Linked DNA regions of Triticum aestivum: region 1 is linked to region 2. A link is a contact called in public Hi-C data. All regions are on one chromosome and are shown on one strand. Each heading gives the region's core, a stretch centred on a gene start, on an enhancer-like site or on the middle of the called end of the contact. The rest is flanking DNA. Distances are from core to core; before and after follow the strand shown.

The links. A called contact is a pair of places that touch in the nucleus more often than the background predicts.
Region 1: a Hi-C map of leaf shows a contact between it and region 2, with 5 times the contacts expected there. The contact joins the promoter of LOC123093395 here to the promoter of LOC123093393 in region 2. A contact is called at or near these places in 5 of 5 Hi-C or Micro-C datasets (leaf, root and an unstated tissue) and 1 of 1 datasets of contacts at active chromatin or transcription factors (leaf).

What each region holds. Positions count from the first base shown.
Region 1 is chr4B:581,619,441-581,623,978 of IWGSC CS RefSeq v2.1, forward strand. LOC123093395 (protein TIFY 11b) reads left to right here and starts at 1,335. Exons shown (of 1, transcript XM_044515353.1): 1 at 1,335-2,173. The coding sequence starts at 1,478. The coding sequence ends at 2,047.
Region 2 is chr4B:581,409,738-581,414,727 of IWGSC CS RefSeq v2.1, forward strand. LOC123093393 (UDP-glycosyltransferase TURAN) reads right to left here and starts at 2,773. Exons shown (of 16, transcript XM_044515350.1): 1 at 2,465-2,773; 2 at 2,158-2,191; 3 at 1,924-1,979; 4 at 1,716-1,850; 5 at 1,047-1,195; 6 at 614-703; 7 at 457-523; 8 at 314-377; 9 at 114-213. The coding sequence starts at 2,569.

The sequences.
Region 1 (4,538 bases), core at 85-2,584, 210 kb after region 2:
TTGGTTGCCAGTCTTGCCTTGCCACGCCAAAGGTGCGGCACGCCACAACTCCGTAGGCAACTGTTTGTTTGCTGACGAAGGTTTGGCTCGCCACACATGCAAAGAGCTTTTTGCAGTAGAATTTCTCGCCACAAGTGCGGCACTGGTTTTGTTCGCCACAATCCTTGACGTGCCACAAGTGTGGCCAAACAAGTGTGGCATTTTGAGTAACCAACCAAACAGCCTCGAAGTCTCATCCGATGCTACCAGGTAATCTCTTCCAACGGTATCACACAAGGCTCATACAACATACAACTCATGCACTTTACATTCATACAAGAGCGCATTAATAATAAGACTGACCCTGAGTGCATGAAAATTATGGCATGGTGATAGTATTGTGGATTCGTGCACTTCATGTTCATAAAAGAATGCATGAACAATACAAATAGAACATCCAAAAGGCATGTTGTGAAAGGGCATTTCCTCCCGAAGTGTATTGGTGTTGATGACAACGTAATTTGCGGACTGACCGTGTTCTTGAGCTACACAGGCATATTCAAATGACACAACCCTCTTGCTCGCCAACATTTATTTTCTTTTTTTTTTGCGGGGGCACCACCGTTTCATTCGAGGTCATTCCATCGCCTGCTGCCATTTGCGTGAGGAGTGGCTCGACAACATGGCGGTGGATGGGACGAATCGACTATCACATGCTCTCCGTATGACAGACGGGGCCCACTTGTCAGCAAAGCAAACAGACATAAAAAAACATATATATCCATGTTTGCACAGTTTTTTTTCCCTTAATTCTGAAGGAGTCGCTATATGTTTGCAAACCGCGCACGCACGAGCGCATCCGTTCGAATGATGCGCCCTCTTCTGGCACCAGCTGGCTGTACAGTTGCCGCTCTTCCTTTATATGTACTCATTTCGTTTCATAATATAAAAGCGTTCTTGACACTAAAATTGGATGGAGTAGTTTTAAATTCATTTGCATTCAGCTGCAAGCTCACTGGTTCACGGAGCCGGATCCCCTGACGTACGCCCCCCTGCCGTTGGGCCGCTGACGGGTGGGTCCGGGCCCACACGTCAGTGTGTGGGCCGTACGTCAGACGACCCGCGTCCCTGGTTCACGCCCCCCGGGCAAAGGAAACTCGGGTTGCTCAATCTTCACGTGTTCTTCGTGCCCCGCACCACCTCCACCACCACCACGTCTCCTTCACTCGCCTAATTTATTCAAAAAACAAACCAAGAGGGAGGCCAGCCATGGAGGATGCGACTCTGCGTGCGTGCTTCTCCCTCCCTTCCCTTCCGCTGAGACCGCCCACCCCCCTATATAACCGCCCTCCCCTCCCCAAGGTACCTCACATCCCACCCCCCACAGCCATCCGTTCACAGAGTAACCACAGCCACACCGCAACTTCACCTTCACCATCCATCATCGTCAACGAGAAGCAGCAGCACCCGGCCAAGAGACGAGACAACAAGTGTTGCCATGGCAGCGGTGGAGAGCAAGAGCAGGAGGTTCGCGCTGGCGTGCGGCGTCCTCAGCCAGTACGTCAAGGCGGAGCAGAAGATGTCCTCCGTCGCCGTCGCCCCGCGCGCGCCCCCGGCCACCACGCTCAGCCTCATGCCCGGCGCCGACGTCGGCCAGGAGCACGCGGCCGCGGCGGCCGCTGAGGAGGCGGGTCCCGCCACGGCCACGCCGCTCACCATCTTCTACGGCGGCAGGGTGGTCGTCTTCGAGGACTTCCCCGCGGACAAGGCGGCCGAGGTGATGCGCATGGCCGCCGCCGCCGGCGTCGAGCGCGCGGCTGTCGTGCCCGCCCCCGCCCTCCTCCCGGCGGACAAGACGGCGCTCGCGGACCTGCCCATCATGCGCAAGGCGTCGCTGCAGAGGTTCTTCGAGAAGCGCAAGGACCGCCTCGGCGCGCGCGCGCCCTACGCCCGCCCGGCGCCGGCCGCCGCGGCCATCAAGGACTCGGAGGAGAAGTCGGCGTCGGCGTCGGCGTCGTCCTCCTCGTGGCTCGGGCTGGCCAGCACCGACGGCGCCTTCGCCCTCTGATCTGCACGGACGGACGGAGCAAGACGGCTTGCCCGCTTCAAGAGATCGTTTGTAGAGCACTTTTAAATGTATTCTTTGCGTAAAAATTCGAGTAGGGAAAGAAAGAAGGAAGGAAGATTGAGATCATAGTAAGCCCTTTTTGTTTGATTGATTGGTTGACAAATTCTTTTGATCTCTGCGCGGCTCATCATCATGGGTCGCCCAGAGATTGAGTTCATGAACCGAATAATAACTTGAAATAAAGACAAGTACGTAGTACTAGCTTGAAACAACAATTCTTCTTTCTCCGGCGTCACCACTGATACAGTTTCAGTAGTATACTACCATGAACCGAAATGTAAAAAATAAAAAAAAAATTAAGAAACCAATCCCCGAATTGGCAAGCAGCAGTTCATGGCGGAGGGGAAGGGTGGGTGAGAAACGGTCAAAAGGGTTGGAGCCCAACTTGTCAAAAAGGGGATGGGGGTTGTGGTGGGAGACTTGGACGTGCGTACGCGTCATTGCCTTTTTTTTTTAGAATAACGAAATGGAGCACGTTCATGGCGTTCCAGATAAACAACTGCCCGGTTGTCCGTCCGTTGGCCCTTCGCTCTCGGCTCTGGCGCACCCGGACCACCCACACACACACGCGGCGACGGCGACGGCGGCGAAGACGACGACGACCCTCGGAAGCCCCGTGGCTTCCTCCCCTCCTCCAACGTGGTGGCGCCACCTGTTGGCCTGTGGTTGGTCGCCGGCCTCGTGAAACCGCGTGACATGGGCAACGGAAGAGTGTGGATGGGCGGCATCCATGGATGCTCGTCTCAACGTGCTCCTCTCCCGTGGCTTGCATCTGGGGCTGGAGGTGCTTTTCTCATCGGCGCAGGGCGTGCGTGCCCGGCCGATTCGGTCTGTCCCCCGGGCGTCGCCGCAACGTGCTTGGCACGGCGCGTGGGATGGGAACGGGGAGGAAGGAACCGGTTGCTTGTACTTGAATGAAAAGCTCCTTTTTTTCGCCTTTCCGGACGACGATTCCGCCACGTTTTTAGTTCGTTTGCACCACCACGGATCTGAGGGAACCTTTTGTTTTCCCGTCGTGGGTGAGTAAACTAGTGCTGCTGGGTCTGTCTGCCCGCTTAGGCAGGAAAACAAACGAAAGCTACTACTAATAGCACCGCCGGAAAAAAGGGTCAGAATAGGCCGGCCATGATCGTGCTAGCAGCAGCTTAAAAACGTCAAACTAGTTAGCTAGGCATGCTGGCCTTTCAAAGCACGTTGCCCCGTGCTAATGATGTACAGATCTCGGCGCAAATCTTTGAGGCAGCAAAGCATTCCGGCATGTTTGTGTGCGACACAACAAGTCAAAGACCGACCGCCCCGGGCCTAGCTAGAGAGCTAGCTATAGTACTATAATCTGACAAGATTCTCCCCCTGAAAAGAAAAGAAGCATCGAGCTGGATCACGGTTTCAAAAGGGCTTCCGGGACAGGGAGGGGAGCGTGGTCGGTTCGGTTCGTCCGCGGCGGAAGGAAGGAAGGAAGGAAGCGCGCTCCCAAGTTCCACTTTGTTTCCGCGGAGCACAGGTGCGGACTACGCGTGGCCGCCACCAGAATTCAGCGTCGCCCGGTGCCGTCTGCCCCGTCTCCATTAGACCAAGCAGCGGGAGAATGAAAAGACACCGCACCGATCGAGAGACAAAACCAAGACCTAAACCGCCGGCTGCAACTAGTCCGCGACGCAAAGGTCTCGGAGACAACGTGTGCGCCTTCTGCTCAGGCTGCACGATGGCTGCTTTGGTGAAACTCCTCTGTCCAGGAGAGCAGTAGGAGTGGGGGTAGAAAGATAGCACACCTGTACCAACCGAACTGCCCAGTTGAACTGCAGGTAAAGAGACTATAGGAGGAGCATGTGCGAGGTGCAGTGTGCTTTCCCTTTCGTCCAAGAATCCAACACCCCGTCACCAGAAACAAACTCCATCCACTAGCACGTGTTTTCTTTCGGTTGACACATGTTTCAACCCCCCCTCCACCACTCATGGATTTTTAAAACCCTAGCAATTTACGCCGTGTTCCCCGCAACTGCTCACACGATAGGGAAGTTTCAGCAGGGCCTCTTCCTCCCGTGCGCATCCCGATCAATGGCGCCGTCATCCGTACGGCCGCCGTTTCCGCCCCTGCCAATGTCGTAGCCGCACATCCACAGAGAAGAGTAGCAATTAATGGACGCTGTCACGTTTCACACCCGTTTCCCACCCCCAACGCGACAAATCTCACCTTCATGGAGCGTGCTCATTCCAGGGTATATAACCCCCCTCGCCCTCCTTCGTCGGCGCCACCACATTCATCCTCTTCCTCCATCTCAGTTGCCGCAAACTCACCCCACATCGCCCCTTCGTTGGCTGTCACCCTCTCCCCCCCATTACAATGTCGGTGTGACCGTACCCTCACCACGAACCTTTCTCTGAAAAGACCGAAATGGACTGCGTAGAGAGAGATTTCTAGGAGAGGGTCTGT
Region 2 (4,990 bases), core at 1,523-4,022:
GGTGGCAAAGATTTATAAGTTCGTCCAAATTTTTAACTATCTGCTCAATAATCACGTGAGCTGAACATAAAAGTTCTGCAACAACAGGGACTACTCAGTTCAAGAGAACATACCAGCTTGTGCTGCTCACAACAAGTGCAGGTCTATTAGGCTTCAACGAAACTCCACCATCAATCTTGCCAGTAAGTACAGTAGTGTTCTTGTCTTCCACTTCTTTTTCTTTGTCGTAAGAAGAGAAAACCAAATAAAATAAATTAAACTGGAATATGCTTATATCATGAAAAAAAATCTGGTTGATTGCAGAACAACATACCAACAGAGATGCAATCAGCACTGCCCATAGCACCACAAATGGAACTACCCAACCTGCAGAACAACTATTTCATGTGTTAAGGCTACATATGCTGTTATGCAGTACCGCAAGTAGCGAAGGCAGAACAGACAACAAATGCTCACCTCATGTTTCTCAGTCAAGGAAGCAGGACGGAAAAATTCAGGAGAATGATCATAAAGAACTGTTGCTCTGAAAATTGTGGTTATGTTAGTATAAACTGCAGCATGCGTACAACAGCCCTTATGGAAAAATAAGAAAATTGAAGTTCAATCTGTTTACTTGATTCCCCAATTTTGAGCAAGCTCATGTTGCATTGCTTTCGTAACGCAAAAGGCACCATCAGCCATCCGCCCAAAGTGCTTCTCGAACCTAGAATACATAAAAACATCACAAGCTAAACACATGACCAATAGGATACACTAGCAGTCTACTCCCTCTGTCCTTTAAAGAGTGTACTTCCAACTTTGTTGGAAAGTCAATTTTTTTTATGTTTGACCGTATTTATACAATAATATGTCAACATTCATGCCATCAACTTAGTAGCATTAGATTCATGATAAAATATATTTTCATTATATAACTATTTGGTTTCACAAACATTGATATATTTTTGCACAAACTCGGTCAAACTTTAAGCTCCAACAAAGTTGGAAGTACACTCTTTGAAGGACGGAGAGAGTAGCAGATAAGCAAATATGGTTGGAGGGGTTACCAGAAATAGACTTTGACTATTACATGACTTCTGCCATGAGACAGTCCAAGCAAAGTATATCCAAAATTATGCCAATCCACAATAAATTTAGCACCTCTTAGCCAGCTAACCAGTTTCACAGCCGCCAATGTTGGAACGGAGGGTGGATTCTATTGGACAAATGATGGTCAAATGACAGAAATCAGGTCTCTCATTGTTACTGTGAAACACGATAACTAAATTTGACATTTTTATTACCAAAAGAATCTTTAAATATATGAATCAAAAAGGACTCTAGGTGATTAAATCTTAACGGGATGAGACTGAAGCATATTCTGTAACTAAGTAAGGGTCAGAGTAAGCAATTCTGTAAATATACTACAATCAGCATTGCCAAAATGAGAATGGTGCCAACAATAGGTTACTATACATATATCATAGCATAAGTTACTATTTGTTACCTCCATTCATAAATAAGTGACGTGGGTCTAGTTCAAATTTGAACTAAATACTTAAGCTGCACAATAAGCCAACTATGACTATTCATTTACTTAGCATGGTGGACAACGAATTCTAGATTGTTGATTCTCTTTAAAAAGAACTAATTTGCCGACAATGGTAGTGATTAGACATGTGGTTCATGTAATTCTGAACCACATATGCAAGTAAGAAAGCTGCGTGTAATTTTACCTGAACAATGAAGACATCAGGGCGAGGAATCTTAAAGCAGAGAAACCAAATCAGCATGATAAACTGGATGGCAGCTTTAAGTAGCAGAGCCAGGGCACCAGATATCTTTGAAATTCCCGATAACTGCACTGATTTCTGAAGAGACAACTTTGAAGTTAACTGTAGTAGGAGAAAAGGGAGAGAATATAATATCTTAAACGATCAATACCATCTCGTGTATGTGAATTGATGGATTCTCTCTCAGTGATAAATGGGGATCACTTCCTGCTCATAGACATAGAACAGGATACAAGGTCAGATCTCAACAAAAATAACACTGAGAGCTGATGAAACTCCAGCCTGTCTGACGTTCCTTAACATGCATCTAGTAAATAGATGGCTTCGTTCTACCATTTGGCAGTAGAATTCAACAACAAAACGAAATTGTGTGAAGACAGAATACCTCCGTTTGCAACAATGTCGACTTCCATGCCGGCCTGTTAAGAAGAAGAATAACGAACAGCTAAGTCTAAGATACTACTCTACTAGTAAAACCTATGCTGGAACACAAGAATATGCAACAAGGAGCATGTCTGAGCTTCCAAAATTTATTCTACTTGCTTCAAGAGAAAAATGCATGGTAAATACAGGCGCAGTGTGCCTGGTAATTGTGAATAGTCAATGGCCACCGCGCAATGGATCCAACCCGTAGTCATCTAATTCAATCCAGCCAAAACGGACGCGAGGTTACGGATTCGTTAGTGGAGCACCTGGTTGGCGAGGGAGAGGGAGTGGTACTGCATGCGCGGGCTGCGGCCGATGTCGCCCAGCACAACCACCGCCGCGCGCCTCCTCCTTCCCGCCTCCTCCGCCATCTCCGTCGACCCTTTTCGCGCAGAGGAGGGAGGGAGGGGGGAAGGGGCAGCGCTAGGCGTGGAGGGGGAGGAAGGGGGGCGTGGGGTAGGGCTGTAGGGCCGGAGGGGCGGCCACCGGCGGCGATGGGGACGGAGGAGCTCTGCTCTCCGTTGGGATCCAAAAACGGCTGAAGTCCTGAACTGCTGGCCCCACCTGTCAGGGTCATTGACGGGTCCAGTTGCAATAACTACCCAGGGCAGGTCCTTTCCTGAAACTTTCCACCACGGCCGGCCGCCGCACCGCAACCTTGGGTTTCCTCTGCGAGAGACGGCGGCGGCGGCTCTCGACCCGGCGGCTGAGGGCCTAGCCACTCCACCCGATGTATCGCGGCAGCGGGTCGGCGCCTGCTCCCAGCGAGCAGCCCATCGACGCCTACCCTGTCGGTGAGCCCGCGATACACTCGCGTTACTGAAGCTATTTTCTGCACTACTGGATCATAAAGGCGCGCTTTGCCGCGCCCGTCCATCTTTAGTACTGTAACGATGATAATGTCTAAGAAATTTGGAGTTATAACATGTAATAAATACCGAACACTTGAAACTGAGGATACATGAATGATTCATTGTGAGAAAACAAGGGATGGTTTATACCTGAAGGTAGGGTAATAATGAATATTGCCGCTGGTTTCCTTTAAATTGCGCCTGAAGATTTGTGTTGTTTCCATGTCAGGTCTCATAAATGTAAAGGCAATATAAAAAATTGTCCTCCTTAAGCATTTTAGCAATTGTGGAAATTTTGAATTGTTGCACACTTAACTTCACCACTTAAGCCAAAAATAAATGTGCACATGATGTATATTTTTATTCGTTATACTTCTTGAAAGTTAGAAAAATAAATAAAAATCGCATATAAATTAAATTGAAGTGGCAGAGCTAAGTTCTTGGAGATTAGTTAAAAATGAGATAAAGAACTTACTCCATCTCCTTTCTCAAAATTTGAAATAGAAGTGCCCATTAACAAGTGAAGAATGGGTAAGTTCTAAAAAATGATCTTCTGTGGTGCTATATATGATGCCATGCTACGAATAACATATATACTTGAATCGCAAATTTTATCTATTAATTCAAGGTCAGCAATAATGATATCTGTATATGGTTCAGAGAGTCCAAAAACTCTAAATTTTCATGAAATAACTAAACATGGCCAATAAAGGGGTGTGTTCTGGTCACTCGATTTCAAGCAACTACCAACTGCACATGAGTTATAGCTCCAAATCATGCATAAGGCATGAGGTCTGACCAGCAGTACTCATTTTTCACTAATCCACCGGTTATCAATTGTGAAAACTCTAGGTACCCCCAATTTTTATATTACTCGCACAAACTGAGGTCAAAATATACGCAAGATCTTCAAATTCTTTTCCGAAAAATAAATAAACATGAAGCAGATGCAATGCACGACACTGGGAATATGATCGTGCTCATAGACCATTAGCAGAGCAACAACTTTAGTCCTTATCTACTCCTTGTATCATCTTGCCAAAACTACCTACACGGAAAGGTGAGAAGGCATCCAGCCACCGTCCCGCTGGTCGTGTGACCTCTCAACCGTGCTTGCTTGCTAGGGTAGGATTCAGTGACAGGGTCTGGACGAATGACATGCAGCGAATTCTGTTGGTCAGATTGCGTTAATATTTGTAGAGAGAGAGAGAGAGTAGGGAAAAGAGGGGACATGAATGGCTGAATCGGCGAGAGGTGAAGCCAATACTCTGGGACAAGCATGTCGTCAGTAGGGACGCGCATCGAGCGCCCTGCCCCGGTCTAGGCGAGGTCGTGGTGCAGGTTCTCGGCTGCATGGAGGCGAAGGAGGCGAGGCGCCCCTCCCTCTCGCTTTTTTTTAGGGGTGCCCCTCCTTCTCGTGTAAATCCTGAACCGTCTCCGCCAGAGAAGCGAAGCCTGGGCAGGCCGCTAAGCAAAGAAGTGATAATGGGCCGTCCAAACCGTATTCCCACTGGAAAAGGCCCGCTTAACCACAGGCCACCAAGGCCGTTTTCCGGAGCAGCGGCCCGAGCGGGGTTCCTGGGACGACAGTTAAAAGATCTGAGACGTTCAACAGCGTGATCGAACGGTAAAGAGCCCCAAATCGCTGTGAGGCATCGTAGGTGGCTCAGTTTTACTGTTTCTCGATGGGCTGCATGCTTGGGGCAACTCAAAGAGCATCTCCAACAGACGCCCTACGGAGCCGCGCGCTAAAAAGAATTTAGCGCGCCAAAATAGCGTTTTAGCGCGTCGGATGACTGGACATCTCCAGCAGACGCCCAAAAATATACTGCCCAGCTACATCTTCAGCAGACGCCCAAAATCAGTCTCATACGCCCGTACCCAGCTCGCCGCTCGTGGCATGCTCGCCGTCATGGTCATGGCCACGCGCTGCCGCCCATG